Linked DNA regions of Danio rerio: region 1 is linked to region 2. Evidence: chromatin contacts called from public HiCAR-type data. All regions are on one chromosome and are shown on one strand. The core of a region is the stretch at or near the end of the contact, and the rest is flanking DNA. Distances in the headings are between cores, read along the strand shown. Region 1 holds the start of si:ch211-131k2.2. Region 2 holds the start of dlx3b (distal-less homeobox 3b).

Region 1 (3,990 bases), core at 1,127-3,626, 270 kb before region 2:
TGGCATCAACAAGGCTTTTGCTCCCACAGAACTGCTGCTTACTGGATATTTTCTCTTTTTTGGACCACCCCAGAGAAGGTTGGCATGAAAATCCCAGTAGATCAGCAGTTTCTGAAATACTCGGACCAGACCAAAGTCTCTTAAATCTCATTTCTTCCCCATTCTGATGCTCGGTTTGAACTGCAGCAGATCGTCTTGACCATATCTAAATGCCTTAATCAATGCATTGAGTTGTTGCCATGTGATTGGCTAGTTAGAAATTTGCGTTCAAAAGAACGTTGGACAGGTGTACCTAATAAAGTGGCTGGTGAGTGTATAGCCTATAAGAAGTATGGGTATTAAGTAAATTGCTAGTTTTTTGTACACTTTACAAGTACAATCGCATACTATTTAGGCCTACATTTAAATATTTTTTACTTTTTGTTTTGTAATAAACATTTTCATGAGCAAGCTTTTGTTATGATAGAAAACAAGCTACTGACTGAAGTGCGTAAATAAACTTCGGATAGATTCAGGTAGCCTTCATAAAATGTCCTATTTGCTCTGATTAAGTGATTTCAGGTTTTACTTAAAGACTAAACCATTTTACCATCCTAACGTTATCTCTGGGCATTGTTTTAATCTAAGTTACATCTATACACAAATGAGCGGCCTGAACTTATTCAACCAACGTAACGTTATTTCTTCCATCGCGCATGCGCATTCACAGGCTTTGATTGGATTTCATCTATTTTGTTGAATAGAAGTAAAACGTAAATAATGAACGAGTACATATTAAATACGTTTTATATGTTTTAACAAAACACTACAACACTGTTTTAACAAAGCGCTACGGCTCGCATATGATTGTTTATCATATCATATATCATATGAGATGATATGATATTTTACACCTGTCGGTTATAATAATTAATTTCGCTGGTAACATTGCGCAATCGCGTTTCGTTACATCCGTTATTCGCCCTTGACGTTTCCTCCTCACACGATTAAACAGAGAAACTCCCGATATTCTGGTCGTTGTTTCTCGTTGGAGTCACATAATCTGAGAGTTAGTTGTCAACGTTAGAGAAATTGACCATTCAAATCTTTTCTTCAAAATGGCGAATCTCCAGCCGCAGAAACGAAGCTTCAGTCCAAACAGACTTACATCGTGACAAACCCGCAACTTAACCTGAATCAACACCGGCTCGACTCTTCAAGGTCTGATCCAGAGATGCTTCCTTCAGGTAAGAACTTAAATTTAACCTATATTTAGCCACTCAAACAGTAGTGTGGGGTCGTTATATAGTTTAATATGTGGGTAAGTTATTATTAATTGTAAGTTTAAGTTGTAGCGCTGTGCTTTATTTTTTAATTTAAACCTTAAGTTGTAAATCTAATTGGATACCAAACTAAAAACTGTGCAAAAAGTCAACATGCGACACATATTGCATTATATGTACAAAATTACCTTAGAAAACCTTTTTTTGAGCAAAGTGTCATGTCTGATACTGAGGCCAGAAATATATCCAGACATAATACAAGACTGTGTGTTGAATTAAATGATGATGAGTGACAGAATCTATAAAAAAAGATAATAATGTCGATGTTTGCTGTCTATTTTGTCCTGTCTACATAATTAATCTGTTTATTGTTTTTTTGGAACATTTACATTTTTTCCTTCACAAATATAGTTAACTATGCAAACAATATTTAATTATTCTTAATTTTATTTCCACAATCTTGTGCATGCCACCAAAATTCAGTTAACAGAACAAAACAGATGAATAATGAGTTGGAAGAAAAGTGTAAATAATAGCACTTTTAAGAAGTAAAAAGTCCTTTTTTTCTTCAGAAATGTACAAAAAAAGGTAATTGGTGTAAAATCCCCAATTACTCAATACTCAAATGTTTTATTTTTAAGTTGCTTTTAAATGTTACTGTATTTGTTTAAGAATGTTTAAAGACATTTTGAATGGTTTACCATCATATCCAAATGACTTTTGTGAACTTGAATAGGAAAATTACCAAATCGTTCTTGGAATGTTGTTGGTTAAGAAATAATGTGGCCAGCATTGATAACGTTTTGTTGCCTGTCCACTATATGACAAGATATTTTTAGATCATAGGTTCTTGCTGAGGGTTGAAATGTGGGGGTTGTGTTTTTCTGAGAACTGAGAAAGGCTTTTACCATCACCTTTGTGACCTGATGGCAACTAAAGATGATTCTGTTCTTGCTTTAAAGAATAAAATAGAAGTGAGTGAAGAACGACAGACAGAAATGACAGGATTATGAAATGATAACTGCTCATTTTTATTGCAACTGAAAATACATATAAAAACACCTCCAAAAGGTCTTGTTTGTTAACATTAGTTAATGACTGTGTAAGTTAAATCTTTGCCAATGTTACATAAAAATTTAATTGATTATTCTTGTTTGTTCTCAGCAGTGTTACTGCAGTTATAAAACTGTAAAACTAAAATCACTTTCGTAGCTGTGGAAAAAGATTAAAAGATCACTGAAATAAATTTTCTATGAATGTACTGAGTTTATGAGCTACGTGTTTGAGTAAAATGTTAATATTTCCTCTATTTTATAAAGGTCTGATAACATTTCTTCCAAATGTAAAAATAAAACATTGTAATGTAGTGTATTTGTTTTCCAGAAAAGTATAAGTGGTAAAAAAACCCACAAATATTTTCATTGTAATTCAGGGTTATTGGTCCAAATATTTAAATATTGAAGTCCCTAAGAAATCAAAACCAACCATACATTTTGTTAGCTCACATTGCTAATTTTGTGATGAAAAATTCATCTGTGCATGTCATAAAGAAAAAAAAAAGTTTGCACTTTCAGCCTGATCTTACGAGGAAAGTTAAGTATTTCACGTTTTGTCAGTTTAGTGGCTACTTTCAGAAGAGTTCAGTACGATTTTAAAAAGGAGGCGTGGCACCCAACCCCACCCCTAACCCCAACCGTCATTGGATGATGAGCAAATCGTAGTAAATTGTACAAATTATATTGTACAAATTCATACAAATTAGCCATTAAATAAAAAAGTTACGAATTGTCGTGTGATTGCGTTGGCCCTTCTAATCTTTAATCAAAATCTGAAAATGCACTTCCTGTTTGTTTTCAGTTATATTGTCAGATTACTTATATTTTAGGAATTGGGCGTGGCTAACATATTTAACCCCACCCCTCCAACTATCAGTTTTGACGGCAAACAGATATGTTAAAGAACAGTTGAAATGCCTACTCTACTATGTCCATTCAGCACTTTAACAAGAAACAAGCCACGCCCACTGTTTTCCCATTTGATAATCGTTTCTCTAGGAACTGCGTCACAATATGGAAACAAATAAAAGTTGAAGCCTCTTGTTTATGGGGACTTTAAACTTTTCTCAAGTTAAAACACTGTAGTTAACCTTTTAATGGCATAGTTTACTTAAATCTGAATAAAACAACATAATTTACTCACACTTGAGTATATAATTTTTTTTCTGTCAGACAAATACAATAGAAGTAGGTTTAAATGTTTTGGTTCTTTCATGCTGGCGATAGTTAGTGACTTTTATTTTAGTGTTTATGGATGTTTCCCAGAGATGGGTTGTGGCTGGACTATCTGCTACGTTAAAAACATGCTGGATAAGTTGGCAGTTCATTCCGCTGTGGCGATCCCAGATTAATAAAGGGACTAAGCCAAAAAGAAAATGAATTAAAAGTGAACTACTTCGTGGGTTATTTTTAGGGACCACATCTATACACTTTATAAAACATGTGTTACCCTCTGCAGCATATGGATTTATTCGATTTTTGAAAACTTCAAAATAAAAGCCACTATCCAACACCATTATACATCATGGAAGAGCCAGGATCAAATTTAATATTATTTTGACTGTGTTCATCTGATAAAAGAGCCATCAAAAATGACTTAAGTGGAAGTAAATTATGGGGTAATTTAGATTTTTTTTAAACGTACATATTCCTTTAACATCATGTAGTCATTG
Region 2 (4,207 bases), core at 86-2,585:
GCGGCGAGTTCAGCTCTCTCCGGCAGCGCCAGATACTGCGCTTTCTGGAAGCGGCGCTGGAGCGCGGCGAGCTGGTAACTCGAGTAAATGGTGCGCGGCTTGCGAATTTTCTTGGGTTTTCCGTTTACCATCCGCACTTCAGTCTCTGGTTCCTCTTTGACTGGAAATAATAAAATACAGAGCACGTTATATTTCAGTAACATTTTACAGACAAATAAATAAATAAAAATAGAAAATGGATGGCCTAGCCTCATTTTGGCATCGTATAACCTTTATTTATATAAATAATAATGTCTTAAAAAGCTAAATAATTCTGCTTCCTGAAAGCTAAATAATCAACATAGAGTAAAATGATATATCTAGTCTAGAAAGCATCAGGAAGTATGAATTAAAACCACAAACTTGACCAAAAGGTAAAGAACGGCTGTATCTTGTAGCAATTTTTTGTAGGCCTACCCTAAGAATGAAATACATCGTGACATCTAGCCTACACCGAGCATCGATTAATAATGATTAATCGCGTTACAGATGCAATAAAAATGTCATAATTGTTTTATAGCGACCGCAAGTCTGTTGTGATAGAGACAACTTTCTAACCTGCTGAAACAAATAAACTTTACTAGTCCTATAAATTGTAAGTTTATTTGGACAATATAGATTTAAATGTTACAAAATCAACCCAAGAAGTAGGTTAAATAAGTATGAATAATTTACAATATTTTTTCTCAAGACGAAAGCAAACTTTAGTTCCTAACTTGAGCCTGACACAAAGGCAATTGCAGTTTTTATTTAGAGGAAAAAGTAATGCTGAAATTGCGCAGAAAGATAAATGTATTAGTGCATATATATCCGAATGCAATTTTATAAGTATCTCACCTGCACTTTGTGGTGGCGTCTGCAGGTCTCTGTTGTAATGTCCGTATTGTCTATAAGTATTGTAAGGATACTCTGTCTTGGTGGGATACGCTCCGGGTGTTGCCCCCATCCCTGACAGATTAAACTGATGATATGAGTTCATCTGTTGAGGATATGGAGGGCTCTGGTAGTATTCGTGATGGCTGCTGTAATAACCCATGTCTGTAGCCGATGACTCTGGGAGAGTCGGAGAGTCCTTAGAAGTCGGATGGCAACTCATAGAGCCTGAAAGATCGGTCGAAATACCGGGTATCTTCCTGTCATATGTCGGTCCACTCATCCTTAATAAGGAAGGAAAAAACAACGATCGTCCACTTTATTTCCAAGGCAGACCGAAGCAAGTCATGCAGACGTTGGGTTTGGGACGATGCCTGTAACACAAAATCCTCGATGAACTGCTTTCTCACACTCCCTCTGTTGAAGCACTGAAGGTAATGGCAGAGATGTAGTATGAGAAACTCTGAATTATATGGCACATGGGCGGACACTCGGCTCCTATTGGCTCTTCGCGCTTGTGTTTTTCTCTCTCTCTCTCTCTCTCTCTCTCTCTCTCTCTCTCTCCAGCCCTCAAGGCGAAATGACCTCCGCCTAAACGTCTCCAAACTTCGGCTTTTGGGGATTTTATCTGTTATGGCGATAATGAAGAGGTGAAATGCTGGAGATATTTTTTTGTAGAACTGTTATACTAGTTAGTAAATGTTTCATGTTCTCGTTCCAGTTCACATGCGTTAAAAGAACGTCAAATAGATTTTAAATGGCCCACATCTTACTAATATGAGCTTTAATAAGTACATTATATTATTTAATGAATCAGCATTAGTTAGGAAGATATACACTGTGAAATGCGATCAGTTGCTTTGAGAGGTGAGTAAACCAGCTGCCTTAAAAGTGAGAAGCTGACTTTGCTTAAAGTAGCTAATATATGATATTATTGTACTATATCATACAATATAATAGTATTATTAGCTATTATATGATAGTTATTATGATAATCCATTGCTTAGATGTGATGAAGATTGTTATGTACAGCATTAAAAAAAGAAAAGTCGCTTGTTTTATCTTTAAACTGGAAAATAAAAACGTTCTTTAGATAACCAAACCATTTAAACATCTGCATTGGCATCAACTGTTCTATTGGGAAATGTTTTCAGTGCAATAAAAGGTTTAAATTAAATATCGTTGATTCGAGTTGTAATGGGGAACTGATCTCTGAACAGTTAAAAAATATCGTTTTCACTTGGCATCAATATGAAACCCTAATTTTGGAAATACACTGTTTATTTCGGATTATAAAGGACATTTCCCTGATCTACTCTTTTCACTCTAAAGACACTTTTGTGCGCTAAAAAGGTTCCAAAGGTTATTCACGCAATCATTTGATGCCAAGAGAACATTTATTTTAAGAGTGTAGTGCCGGGCACGAATGATTTAAGGACAGGCTACATTATTTTTAATTTGTAAATTTAGGGCATGCTTGGCTGTGGCTGACAATGGATGAACGGTTTTGATCTCATCAGTTCACTTCTTTTCTGATTCAGAGTGGCTGTGAAAGGAGTCTGGAGAAGTTTATCTGGGCCACTGATCACCCCTGCGGCACTTGCTTGTGTGCCTCTTTATTATGGCAAGGCGTGGTACCAGAAGTAGGTCTTAACCTCTAGTACCCAAAATAACCTTTATCAATACTGAACTATAAATGAAGGCCTAAATCAGGAATCGAGGAATAGACTGTTCGTTATTTATTGTCGGTGTATGCAAATGTCGTGCACATGAATGCGCTGTTTTTATGTTTGACGGTAAACGTGTGTGAACTGTGAACTTCAGCCGCAAGACATCGGTTTGTCACATACCTGATGTGCACAGTCGTGGCATGTAGTCAAATTCCATAGAGTCTTTCGAAAGACATGCAAACCTGTCTTGAGATCTGAGAAAATTCTGCCTGATGGCAGTGTCCGGTCTTAAGTGTTTTTGTGTTGTTGTTGTAGTTGCTTTGTTTTTTTATAGATTAAATGTATATTATAGGTACATAGGTTTATTATATTTTCATTATGCATTATCGTCCATGCGCAGTTAAAGCATAAAAATATATTTATGATCAAAATTATTTGAATAAAATATTGAATATACATGCTTTCTTATTTTAAGTATAAGAGTTTGATTTATAGAATGTGGCATTCATGTTTTCTTGTTTTATCTGAGTTTGGCTCTGGTTTGCCACAGCGGTGAGATGGGTTTATTGGTGTCATACTGCCCCCTTGTGGTTATAGTGCTATATCTCGTGCTGCTTTATTAGGGGTAGGAATATGGCTCTAACCAAAAATAAAATAAACTGTCACTAAATATCAGTTTCCTATTGAAAATATCATCAAATAACCTTTTTATTGTATATCTTTACAGCTAAATGAATAATAATAAAAGGATGTTTCAAGCAATGCAGGTGTGCGGTGCTGTGAATTAACCTTGAAACGCGACAACAATAAACGATACAACATACAACTTACATTTCTATGGTAACCTCAGTGACGTAAATTTAAACAACATTTATGATTGGTGACGATGAAAAGAAATAAAATCTATAAATTATCCTTTCTTGGACTTGCTCAACATGTGATGCTTCATATATCCCCAATGGCTCTTTAAAAAATTGATTTGCCAAAAAAAAAAAAATAAAATAAAATCTTAAATGGCTCTTTGCTGAAAAAAGGTTTCCGACCCCTGCTTTTATATTGTTAGAAATATATTTTCCCGGGAGAGGGATATATTCAGGCCCGTAGTTATAACCTGTTAAAAGGGGTTAAACTTTTTTGCAGTTATTCGCCTTATTTTTCTATTCAATTCTGCATTTTAGTGACATTTTAAGAAGTAATGTTTGCTGGATCCGCTTGTCGGATGGGGATCATAACCACACTTTTTTGATGCACAAAAAATATTTCCTACAATTTTGTCAAAGGGCTCACCATACTATTTTACTGCGAAATTAGAATTTAAACTATAAATTAATCCAATTTTATAAATATTGTTATTAAATTAGAATTACAAAATAAATAAATAAATATAAAAAAATTAAATACAAATATATTATCATTTATCATAAAAAATAGGAATCTGGTTAACTTGATTTCAAATAAAAACTGCTAAAAAATAAATTCGTTTTAAAACTTTCTTCTCTCTATAATTTTCACAATTGATGATGGCATGACAGTCAAAAATGGGATAAATTAGCTCATATATGGGTGAAATTCTGGACTTGTGTCATGGAGTGGTTTGATCTTTCCAACCACCCGACCACCCCCTA

Evidence for each region. HiCAR-type assays count read pairs that join an accessible place to other places.
Region 1: a contact with region 2 is called in a HiCAR-type map of caudal fin, with 12 times the contacts expected there. The contact joins the promoter of si:ch211-131k2.2 here to the promoter of dlx3b in region 2. A contact is called at or near these places in 6 of 18 Hi-C or Micro-C datasets (caudal fin, embryo, hematopoietic stem cells and 1 more) and 2 of 4 datasets of contacts at active chromatin or transcription factors (caudal fin and gastrula embryo).

What each region holds. Positions count from the first base shown.
Region 1 is chr12:6,519,468-6,523,457 of GRCz12tu, reverse strand. It overlaps si:ch211-131k2.2, which reads right to left and starts at 2,376. Exons shown (of 7, transcript XM_073918135.1): 1 at 1-2,376. It also overlaps a transcript of g6pc1a.1 not described here.
Region 2 is chr12:6,249,217-6,253,423 of GRCz12tu, reverse strand. It overlaps dlx3b (distal-less homeobox 3b), which reads right to left and starts at 1,335. Exons shown (of 3, transcript NM_131322.2): 1 at 877-1,335; 2 at 1-160. The coding sequence starts at 1,195.